Linked DNA regions of Mus musculus: region 2 is linked to region 1. A link is a contact called in public Hi-C data. All regions are on one chromosome and are shown on one strand. Each heading gives the region's core, a stretch centred on a gene start, on an enhancer-like site or on the middle of the called end of the contact. The rest is flanking DNA. Distances are from core to core; before and after follow the strand shown. Region 1 has its middle 24 kb from the start of Gm33781. Region 2 overlaps Chst11 (carbohydrate sulfotransferase 11).

What was found. Hi-C and Micro-C count contacts between places; a contact is called where the count stands out from the background.
Region 2: a Hi-C map of the G1E-ER4 cell line shows a contact between it and region 1, with 1.9 times the contacts expected there. The contact joins two enhancer-like sites. A contact is called at or near these places in 14 of 39 promoter capture datasets (the HPC-7 cell line, cranial neural crest, embryonic stem cells and 8 more), 2 of 15 datasets of contacts at CTCF or cohesin (the G1E-ER4 cell line and embryonic stem cells), 22 of 484 Hi-C or Micro-C datasets (CD8 T cells, the G1E-ER4 cell line, the HL-1 cell line and 7 more) and 5 of 115 datasets of contacts at active chromatin or transcription factors (embryonic basal ganglia, embryonic stem cells, fetal liver and 1 more).

What each region holds. Positions count from the first base shown.
Region 1 is chr10:82,956,244-82,961,861 of GRCm38.p6, forward strand. No RefSeq gene overlaps it. Among named protein-coding and RNA genes, the nearest start is that of Gm33781, 24 kb to the left of the region's middle. Within about 2 kb of position 2,443, at least 78 of the 459 cell types and tissues checked have an H3K27ac peak or open chromatin away from gene starts, as enhancers often do. A contact at or near this core is called in the G1E-ER4 cell line and the HL-1 cell line, where this site is marked.
Region 2 is chr10:83,193,906-83,199,523 of GRCm38.p6, forward strand. It overlaps Chst11 (carbohydrate sulfotransferase 11), which reads left to right. Exons shown (of 3, transcript NM_021439.2): 3 at 1-1,995. Among named protein-coding and RNA genes, the nearest start is that of Slc41a2, 140 kb to the right of the region's middle. Within about 2 kb of position 2,411, at least 20 of the 459 cell types and tissues checked have an H3K27ac peak or open chromatin away from gene starts, as enhancers often do. A contact at or near this core is called in the G1E-ER4 cell line and the HL-1 cell line, where this site is marked.

The sequences.
Region 1 (5,618 bases), core at 1,193-3,692:
TTTTATTTGGAGGAATTCTGACTTTGGGACTCTGGATTAGGAAAACAGTGGAATGTTTTAAGTGCTACTTAATGGGCCATCCTAGTAGAAACATGGAAGACAGTGGTGCTGAGGGAGATTTGAACTGTGGAGGCCTGGCTCAAGAGGTTTCAGAGGAGAAGAATTTTAGTTTGTTGCCTAGAAATAGTTCTTGTGATATTTCCGTGAAGAATGTGACTGCTTTTTGCCCTTGTCCAAAGAGTCTGCTGAGGCTAAGGTGAAGAGATTTGGATTAATTGCATTGGAAAAGGAATTCTCAAAACAGTCTAGTATAGGCTTGACCCGTGGTTCACTCTTATGAAGAGCATTTTGATGAGATAAAGAAAGCGGAGCAAGGAAAAAATACAAAACGTATGGGTCTAGTGTAGGCTGACTCTTTTAAAACCTACTTTAGTAAGGATTCTCAAGTGCTCCAACCCCCCTTCTAGCCCACTGTCCAAAGGTAGGGGGAAAAGATGGTAAATAGGGCAAGGAGATGTGGACCTGTTCAGAAGCAGTTCTTTGGGGGCAATTCCAATCTCTGTTTGTCAGGATGACAACAGTCCAGTTTAAAAGTGTCACTGAACACAAATTAGCAATGGTGGCATGATCCAGCAGAAACTGGATTTATGCCTGGAGTTTTCTGCTGTGCCTCTCTCAGTGAAGATCAGGAAAGACAAGAAACCAAGGAAGAGTTGGTGTCCTACTGATACCCTCTCCAAACATCAAGCATTCTCTCTTGGGTCTAGCCTCAGTAAAACATCACAGGAGTCTGCATCACATGACACAAACAGAAATTTCCACTTTATTCAAGAGTTAAAGAGTACCAGGAAGTACAATAAATCTAAATCCATTGTTCAAGGAGATAAACAGATTAAAGATATTAAATGGAATTAAGGAAGTGGTGACCTCAGAAAAGTACCCATCCAGCTAAGTTTCCATCTTATGAAAGGGAATTTTAAGAAAAGCTCAGGTCCAGGCTTGAAGGTACATACATGCCTTTAATCCCAGTACTCAGGAAACAGGCCTGCAGAGCTCTGAGTTCAAGCCCAGTCTGGTCTAAAGCTATTGAAAATATAATTAAATAGGAGGGTGTAGTGGCTATTCCTGGTTGTCAACTTGACCATATCTGGAATGAAATACAATCCAGAATTGGAAGGCTCACCAGTGACCCTTATCTGGAGGCTTGGAGATAGAAGTTTCTGATCTGGATCTTGGTATGGAGATCTTGAGCCTTAGTGTCTATGGATTCCAGAAGATTAAATCTCCGAGTTCAAGGAACACACCTTTAATCTGGGCTACACCTTCTGCTGGAGACAAAATAAGGACATTGGAAGAAGGGAGTCTAGCTCTAGCTCTTGCTCCTTCGCCTGCTTGCTGTGTGAGACTGAGTAACTGCTAGATCCTTGGACTTCCATTCACAGCTGCGATTGAACCAACCCAACAATGGTTCAATTGGGCTGCCGACTGTAAGTCATCAATAAATTCTTTTACTATATAGAGACTATCCGTAAGTTCTGTGACTCTAGAGAACCCTGACTAATACAGAGGGCCATGTTCCAGCCCCAACAAGCAACAGAACCTGGCAGCTTCGGCCATGTGGTTCTAGCTTTCGAGTCAAGGATAGAAGAAAAGGGCTATGAAGTCCTCCCTCCATAACTAAGGAAAGTCAGAGGCCAGGCATGTAGCAGGGGTGGCTCTGCAATGGAGGCCCGGAAAGGTCACTTTGTGAAGCTGTGAAGGTGAAGCCTGGGTTTCCTTGGAGACCCTAAGATGCTGGAGATGTCAGATCTGTGGGATGTCTGCCAAAGAGAGCTGCTAACAGGGAGTAGAGCCAGCCCATGAGGAAGAAGCCTGTTGTCATCAACAAAGCAGAAAACAGTTGGTGATCTGAAGAGTTTTGACGTCAGACGTGGAGATTCAAAGCTTGAGGCTTGCCCAGCTGGTTTTCAATCTTGCTTTGCTGCCTGTGTATCAAGATGTAGAACTCTCAGCTCCTCCTAGGACCTAGGGGCCACCTGAGAGCTGTGGGCTTGGAAGGAACCTCAAAGAGTCCTTCTTCCCCATTTCTTCTTACGTAGCACACGGGTTTGCTGCCTGCTGCACACAGCATTGGTCAGTGTCTTCTCTGGCACTGCTTGTTGTTGAAGCCAAGCTGCCTGAATGACCTAGGTCACTTGCTACACTCTTGCCTGACCCTGCTGGTCATCCTCTCAGGCCTGTGACGTCAGACTTCTCACTGTCTTGGCAACCACGGAGACAGAAATGAAGCTGTTTGAAAGAGGCACCATACCCCTCCCTTTGCGATCAGAGTATTGAAACAGGAAGTAGAATTTTCCCCCAGAAACTCTTTCTGGGAAAAGGAATAGGCTGGGTCCTTTGCCAGGCAGAGGGAGAACTTTTCTCTCAAAAGGGACCACACAGTTCTGACTCATTAGGCTGCCTTGCAGGAGAGATTAGAGCCCAGACTGTGAATGTACTAGGGTGTGTGGCAATTTGACTACTTAGTTATTCCTGTCTTTTGCCCTCTATTTAAACCCTGACCTTATGTTAGGACCCAGAAGATAGAGCTAGGACTGGAGACCTTTTCCCAGTGAGGCCACATTGAGTAAATCTCTTTTCTTTGACATCTTGCTATTTTCGTGTTTGTTGAATTGGCTATTGTCCGAACCAGACTTGGCAGGGTTACCAGGGCCAGGCTCTGACCCTAACAACTCTGGTAACATCATAGATTATCATGTCCCTTCAAATTCATGCCCACCTGGGACCACAGAGTCTAATTTTAATTGAAAATGAGATCAGTGGTGGAGCATACCTTTAATCCCAGCACTTGGGAGGCAGAGGCAGGTGGATCTCTCTGAGTTCCAGGAGAGGCTACATAGAGAAACCCTGTCTTAAAAAACTAAAGAGAGGGAGGGAGAGAGAGAGACAGACAGACAGACACACACAGACACAGAGACAGAGACAGACAGACACACAGAGAGAGAATAAAGTCTTTGCTCATATTAATTACAGCGATGTCAGTTGGGGTTGGGGTGGGTCCACTGAGCACCATGTATTTGACAGTATGGCTGAGGACACAGCAGCAGACATGAAGAAGGTCACATGACCATGGAAGCAGATGGAGGGATGCAACCAAGCAAAGTCCAGCATGGCCAGGAGCTCAAAATCTGGGAGAAGAGCATGCATCAGTCCTTGCCCCACTTGGATCCTCCAGAAGGAACCAGTCCTGCCAACAGCCTTGGTTTTGGGATCCAGCCTTGGAATCTCTGTTGCTTTAAGTCATGTGGCTTGTGGCACTGTTTCAATGGCCCTCTGACAGCAATAGAACTCCCAAGGTCAAGGATGCTGTAAGCAGACCACTGGCTGACTAGGAAAGATAAGGTCAGGGAAGCTCTGGAAAGAGACAAATATGGAGGACACTGGAGAAGAGAGCTGGGAGCCCAGCTGCACAAGAAGGGTCTCCTTCTGTAAAACCCCCCATAACACCATATCTGCACAATGCAGCTACAGTGGAAGCTTCCGTTCTAAGGTGGAAGCCTGGTGTGACGAGCTTCCATCCTGCCCTCCAGACTCCTTGATCTCAAAACCTTAAACAAGACATGGTCATACATTCAGGCAGAGTGGTAACATCTGTAATCCCAGCTCTCAGAGGCCGGTGCAGGAGAACTGAGAGTTTTGAGGGCAGACTGACTGCATATGAAGCCTCTGTCTCAAACTTAACCTAAGAAAAGACTACACCTGTCCCAGTTGTTTTGCATCTCCCCCTGCCCCTGGTATTTTCATCTGCATGTTTCATGTGTGGGTACTGAGACTCAATACTCTAGTCCCCATTTCATGTGTGGGTACTGAGACTCAATACTCTAGTCCTCATTTCATGTGTGGGTACTGAGACTCAATACTCTAGTCCCCATTTCATGTGTGGGTACTGAGACTCAATACTCTAGTCCTCATTTCATGTGTGGGTACTGAGACTCAATACTCTAGTCCCCATTTCATGTGTGGGTACTGAGACTCAATACTCTAGTCCCCATTTCATGTGTGGGTACTGAGACTCAATACTCTAGTCCCCATTTCATGTGTGGGTACTGAGACTCAATACTCTAGTCCTCATTTCATGTGTGGGTACTGAGACTCAATACTCTAGTCCTCATTTCATGTGTGGGTACTGAGACTCAATACTCTAGTCCCCATGCTTCACTGACGGAACTGTTTCTGTTTCTTAATTCACTGTGGCTGAAGTTTCTAAAGCTGACAACCCAGGGAGCCAAAATAAAATAAAATAAAGCAATGTAAATAAAGTAACTCTTCAAAGATTCTGTTGTGGGATTACAACCAGGTCTTGAAGAATCCAGAATTCCCTGTTACCCCTGCATCGTTTGGCACAAACGGTGTTGTTCTAACACCTGTCTGGGTTGTGGAGAAAGGGGAATTTTCATGGGCATGGGCGGCAGCGGGGTGGGGGTGGGGTGGGGTGTGCAATAAGAAGGGCCGAATAGGTGGGTTTGGTAGAGTCAGAGTAATAATTAAAAAAAAAAATAATAATAAAGTAGAATCAGAGCAATAATTAAGGTAACTACAAAGATGGTGGTGATCCGCCTGTCTTTCTGACTCACATGTCTCGGGAACCCTGTAGAACATCAGATTCACAGGGAGGTTGGAATACAAAAGGATCCTCAGCTGGGTGGCAGTGGCATCAGTGGCAGTGGCCAATGCCTTTAATCCCAGCACTCCAGGCAGAGGCAGAAGGATCTCTGAGTTCAATTTTGAGGCCAGTCTGGTTTATAGAGCTAGTTCTAGGACAGCTAGGGATACACAGAGAAACCCCTGTTTCAAAAAAACAAGACACGATAAAAACAACAACAACAACAAAGATCGTTAGCTTTATTTTCCCCACAAGTGAAAGAGATGTGGATTTCCTAGATGAATAAACAGCTCCTTGAAGCTCAGCCTTTAAGGGTTGGGGGCACAAGACTCCAGAACTATGCTGGCCTGGTGTCTTAGGGTTTTATCTGTGAACAGACACCATGACCAAGGAAACTCTTAGAACTGAAAGCATTTTATTGGGGCTGGCTTAAAGTTTCAGAGGGTCAATTCGTTATCATCATGGCAGGAAGCATGGCGGTGTGCTGGCAGCTGCGAGTTCTACACCTTGATCCTTCAGGAGATTCTCTTCTGTAGGCAGCTAGGAGGCGCTCTTCCACACTGAGAGGAGCCTGACCATAGGAGTCTCAAAGCCCACCCACATAGTGACGCACTTCCAACAAGGCCACACCTCTTCCAGTAAGGCCACACCTCCCAATAGTGCCAACTCTGCTATGGGCCAAGCAGTCAAACACGGGAGTCTATGGGGGCTAACCCTATTCAAACCACCACACCTGGTGAAGTTGTTTATTTGAAACTATCCACGTGGCACAGCTCAGTAGAGTAGTGTGTTGTGGACTATCTGAGCCAGACAGCCGCCATCATCTGGAGTTCTGCTAGGTCTGTTCATGGAAGGCCATCACAACTGGGACCGCTGACTTTTTGACTCTCCTCACAGGTCATAAGAGCCTCCCTGAGTGCTCAGTTGTCTTCTCAGCCAGCTGTTCAAAATTCTG
Region 2 (5,618 bases), core at 1,161-3,660, 240 kb after region 1:
TGGGCTGCATGACCTAGGTATCCTGTATGGCAGACCATGTCTTAGCTGGTTTTTCACACAGTAGCCTTCAGTGAGGGTGATCTAGCCTGTCTGAGGTCTGCAAAGATTGACAGCTGCTTCCTAGATCCTTCCACAAATCAGCAGAAACAGTGTCCATCTGGGAACTTTATGAGAGTGTTGCTTTACCTAGTTGGGGTGTCTTCATCTGGATACTGCCCCAGAGAGTGATCCCGTCCCTCCAAGCACAGCGGAGGGAAGCCTAGGGTGTTATGGAGTGGGGCAGGTGGCTTAAGGACACCTTAAAGGCCACTTGGTGGGGATAATGGCCTCGTGGGGATACTCCTCACTTCCACCCACAGTTTGGAACTGTTCACTGTGTGCTTCAGGAGTTTTAAATGGAGATTCGTGTTGATTTCCATGGTCCGCATCTGTTTGTCTTCCGTCTGTGGTCCAGTGCTGTGTGCAGATGGTACTTACTCCCTTTCTCTCTCTTACAGGGAGAAAGACTGTCCTTCTGGGGAGAGTGTATCAATACGCTTCCAGAATGAGGGAGTCTTTCTCCTGTCTTGTGTTCACACTTCCTAGTGACAATTTTCAAAATATGTATCGGCTTGACTGTTTATTGTAGAGTGTAGAAAGGTTTCTGTGTTCCTGGCTAAAGACATCCATTGGTGAAATGTGCTTGGAAATCCAAGTGTTTTCTACTGAGGAAAAAAAAATGTTGGAAAAGCTTTCTCCTGCATGCCTCTTGTGCTTAGCTAGAAAGGGGAGCTGCCAGCGTCCCAGCTCTGAGCCACTGTTCAAAGGTGCAGCTGTGTTTTAGGACTAGGTACAGGCAGAGTGATAAGGACATGCCTGCTTAGTGTACTCATTTATCGAGAAAGTTTAGACTATGAGCCACAGGGGTCCCTGCCTGCAGTCCCTATAGCCTCCCCCTGCCCCAGTGCCTTTCTCAGCTGGTCTGGGAATCAGGGCAGCCCATTGAGGGGGGCTCAGACAACCCTTTCTTCCTGGTTCTGGGAGTAAGGCTTTCTCTGCAGCCACAAGGAGAACATGGGAACCAGAAACTTCTCTTTGGTCAGCCCTTCTGAGCACACAGGTTTAGCCCATGCTCCAAGAATGCTCCTGAGCATTGTATAAGCCCCTAGGACTCTTAGCTCATGTGATAATGATTGCATTACTATCCTGCTTTAACTGACAAAACCACAGAGAATTTTGCTTGCTTTCCTACTCTCTTCCTCTGCCCAGGCCTCCTCCATACGTATACATACACACATGGGCATGTATACACACACATGCACAATAGACATGCACACACACATGCACACATGGGTATACATATACACACATGCACAATAGACATGCATATATACATATACATGCACACATTGATAGGCATACACACATGCACAGTAGACATGCACACATGGGTATACATAGACACACATGCACAGACATGCATACACACACATGCACACATAAATGTGCACACACACATACACAAATTGCCCAAGCCTGTGCACTCCTGGTACCCATGTCCCATCCTGGCCCACCTCTTTGTCAGCAGGACTGACTCCATCACTCCCTCAGGTTTTGCCCACCAGCACCCCCCAGCTTTCCCCCAGCAGAGCTAAACAGCCCCTCTGAATAGACAACAGGACCTTCTAGAAACAGCTGAACCCTTGGACAGCAGCAGGCAGATTTTGATCTGCTCTCATCAGGTACAAAAGGTGGTATCCGTATTCTCTTCTGAGCATGCTCAGTAAGCATATGGACATAGAATTTAACATCTCTGTGGAGTGTGTGTTTTTTACATATTTGTATGCAGTCGAGGAGGGCCTGTTGTAGAATTCTCTCCCTGTATCTTACTATACTGTTAAAGAAGCTGAATTCTATGTTGCCAACAGATGCGTGAAATGTTCCTCCAGGAAAAGCCATTCAAGCCTGATTATTTTTCTAAGTAACTTCAATTAAATTGAAGAAGAAAAAAAAAAAGCCAGAATCTGTTTTCTGTGTGTGGACTATTTTTGGTTCATTAATGAAAGACTGGGGAGTGCAGTGGGGTGGGCTGTGCCCTTCAGCCTGCAAGTGATCTGCTCATGTGTGTGAGTGTGGAGATGAGACTCTGCTAGTCATCCAGCCAGGGTGAAGCCCCCTTCCCCTCAGTGGCCAGGGTGGAGCTTGCTTGCCCCCAGTGGCCAGGTCCTCCTTGTTAAATGGGTGAATGGAAACTTTGCTTCATTCTGCTTTTCTCTAGAAGTCTCTGCGCACACTGGAAGATTCTCTGGCTAGTGTGGTCCTGCCTCTGTGTCAAGAGCGAGGAAATAAAGCCCCCCCCCCCCGTGGGTGGTGGCAGAGCCAATCCTCACAGCCTACACCCTGGCACTAGACCATGTCTCCCTCTGAGCAGATGTCCGTTCCTGCAACTAGGAAACCACAGAGCTGATCTGCAGACTCACCTCTGCTCCTCTCTGATGCGCCACATCACTTCCTGTGACTGGGACAACTTAAGGAATGAGCCTGTTCTGGCTCACGGTGTGAGAGATCCATAAGTCTTGGTGAGGAGGGTGTGGCAGTTGGTCACCTCGCATCCACAGCCAGGAGGCTTTCAAAGATGAAGGCTGGTGCTCAGCTCACTTTCTCCTTTTCATTCAGTTCAGAATCCCAGCCCAGGGCATGATGCTGCCCACAATGGCCGTATCATCTCAATTAACTCAGTCTGAAAACACCTCTCACATGCCGAGAGGTTTGTTCCCATGGTGACTCTAAATCTCCATCAAGTTGATAGTTAACACCACAGCTGGGCATTGTCTTGGTCTGCTTTCTGTTGTTGTAACATAATACTTGAGGTGGTTAAGTGATAAGCACATTTATTTGGTTCCTGATTCAGGTAATAGAATTGTGTAGAAAAAAAAGAGAGCTTTCGGGTCCATCGTGATATAACAGAAATGGGAAGAGAACGGCCACCTGGGGGGGGGGGGGATCCAGAAGGAAAGATGGACTCAGGAGCCAGCTTGAGAGTCCCCATTCCCTTTGATGGCTTTATTACCACCAGATACAGATCTTAAGGTACACGCTCATTTGCTATCCAAACCCCAGAATCTTCTAGCTTTGTTGCCAGGACACTTTTCCATGTTTTTATACACACACACACACACACACACACACACACACACACACACACACACAAAATCCCACTTGAAAGCTGTTTCTAAAACCCAAATCTCAGAAAAGCCACACAGAACAGCTATCAGTAAAACAAAAGGAAGGGATACTTGGCGGGCTGGCAAGCTCGGAATTCCAGCACTCACTGAGGCAGGAGGATTGCCCTGAACTGAACTTAAGCCTGAACAAAATGGTATTACATTGCTTAAAAAACTGTGTCTCTGTGTGTGTGTGTGTGTGAATATGTGTGTATGTGTGACTGTATGTATGTATGTGTGAGAGAGTATGTGTATGTGACTATGTATGTATGTGTGTGAGTGTATTTGAGACTATGTATATGTGAGTTATGTGTGTGAGTGTGTGTACTATGTGTGTATTGTGTGAGTGTATTGGTGTATGTGTATGAGTGTGAATATGTGTGTGTATGTGTGAGTGTGTATATGTGTGAGAGTGTGAGTATGTGAGTGTGTGTGTGAATGTATATATGTGTGTATGTGTATGAGTGTATGTATATATGTGTGTAAGTGTGTGAGTGTGTCCGTCAGAGATCAGCTTTGAGTATCATTCCTCAGATACTACCCACCTTGTATCTTGGACAGAGTCACTGGGCTCACCAGTTTCAGCTAGGCTGGCAGGCTAGCCAGCCCCAGAGCTGGGATTACGCGTGCACACTTCTGTGCCCTGGTTTTTGTTTTCTCACATGAGTGTTGAGGTCTAACTTTCATCCTCATCCCTGCTTAGCAAGCACTTGACTGAGTCCTCCTACTCAGCCCTTGATTCTGTTTTCAGACACACCATGTATGGTTCCTGATGAGTCCACTCATCTGGCTGTCTTTGCCACCAGCAGAAGAGCTCACACCATGCCCAGACCTCAGGGCTTAGTCACCTCAAAGGAGGCCCGCTAAGCAGACTGAATGTAACTTCGCCATCTAACCCAGCCCTGACCCTTCACGGCCACTGTGCAGGTCCATGGGATGCCGAGCAGACTAAGACCTTCCTGGCTTCATCTTGAGAGAAGTGCTGAATGGCTTGTTTGCAGCCAGTCAGTCAGTAGGAAATTCCGATGGTGTCACTGGCGCCCTCAACTGGACACTGCAGGAAGTGCAGCGACTGCGGCTTGTGTGGGCAAAGCCCTCCCTCCTGGCCTCGCCCCCAAGAGACAGGTACAGATGATTAGGGAAAAGGGCAAAGTGCCCCATCTTGAGAAGAGGTAGATTTTCCCAAAGTATGACTTTCCAACAGTCTTTTAATAAGAACATTTTATAATAGACACACAGATAAATAAAACAAAAAGGGTTTTTTTAAGAGAGGAAGAATTAAGCCGGGCGTGGTGGCGCACGCCTTTAATCCCAGCACTCGGGAGGCAGAGGCAGGAGGATTTCTGAGTTCGAGGCCAGCCTGGTGTACAAAGTGAGTTCCAGGACAGCCAGGGCTACACAGAGAAACCCTGTCTCGAAAAACAAAACCAAAAAAAAAAAAAAAAAAAAGAGGAAGAATTAGTTTATACCCAAATTCAAGTAAGAAATCAAAGTATATACTTCCTGTATGGTGTGCCAGGGAGACAAGGAGCATCTTCATTCAAAATATGGAAATAAAAAATAACCTCCGCATTAATGAACTGCTGCTGTTCCTCCTCCTCCTCCTCCTCCTCCTCCTCCTCCTTCTTGTTTGTTTTCTCCTGGAGCCCAGGGCTTGAGCTTGCTATGTATCAGAAGATAACCTTATGCTCCTGATCCTTCTACCTCCTCTTGCCCAGTTCCTGGAACTACCAGGCATACAGTCCACGGCTAAATTTAGAATTGAACCCAGGGATGAGGCGCATGCTGGCCAAGTGCTCTGCGGCCAGGCCACACCCACAGCTCTTCCGCAATATTTTTAAGGTGATAGTACATCATGGTGGAGAAAAGACAAAGGCTCAGGATCTTTCCCATTGGCATGAAGGAGCCGGGCCTAGTCAGGCCCTTTACCTTTTGGGTTAAGTCAGAAACAGCCACTGCCTGGAACCAAGCTGAAGACAGAAAGAACAAACTGTCCAATGCCAGAATGGGCTCTGGGTGTGGACCTTAAGGTCCCTGAAGAGCCACTCTGCCCTCGTCCCAAATGCCTCAAGGGATCTTAAAATGTTTGCTTTCAATGTGGCTTTTTCCAAATTATGTCTGTCTGTCTGTCTGTCTCTGTGAGTGTGTGTGTGTGTGTGTGTGCGCGCGCGCGCGCGCGCGCATGCGTGCATGTTGTGTTTGGATATAAGTGTGTGGGTGGATTTGGACACACGTGTATCACAGAGCACATGTGGAGGTCCGAGGTCTGCCTCAGGAGTCACCCTTGCCATCAACCTTGTCTTGGAAAGAGTCTCTCTTTGTTCACTGGTGCACACACCATGCTAGCTGTCACATGTGCTCTTAGAGCCTCGGGTCTCTGCCTGCCATCTTACCGTGGCTGCTCGGGAATTCCAG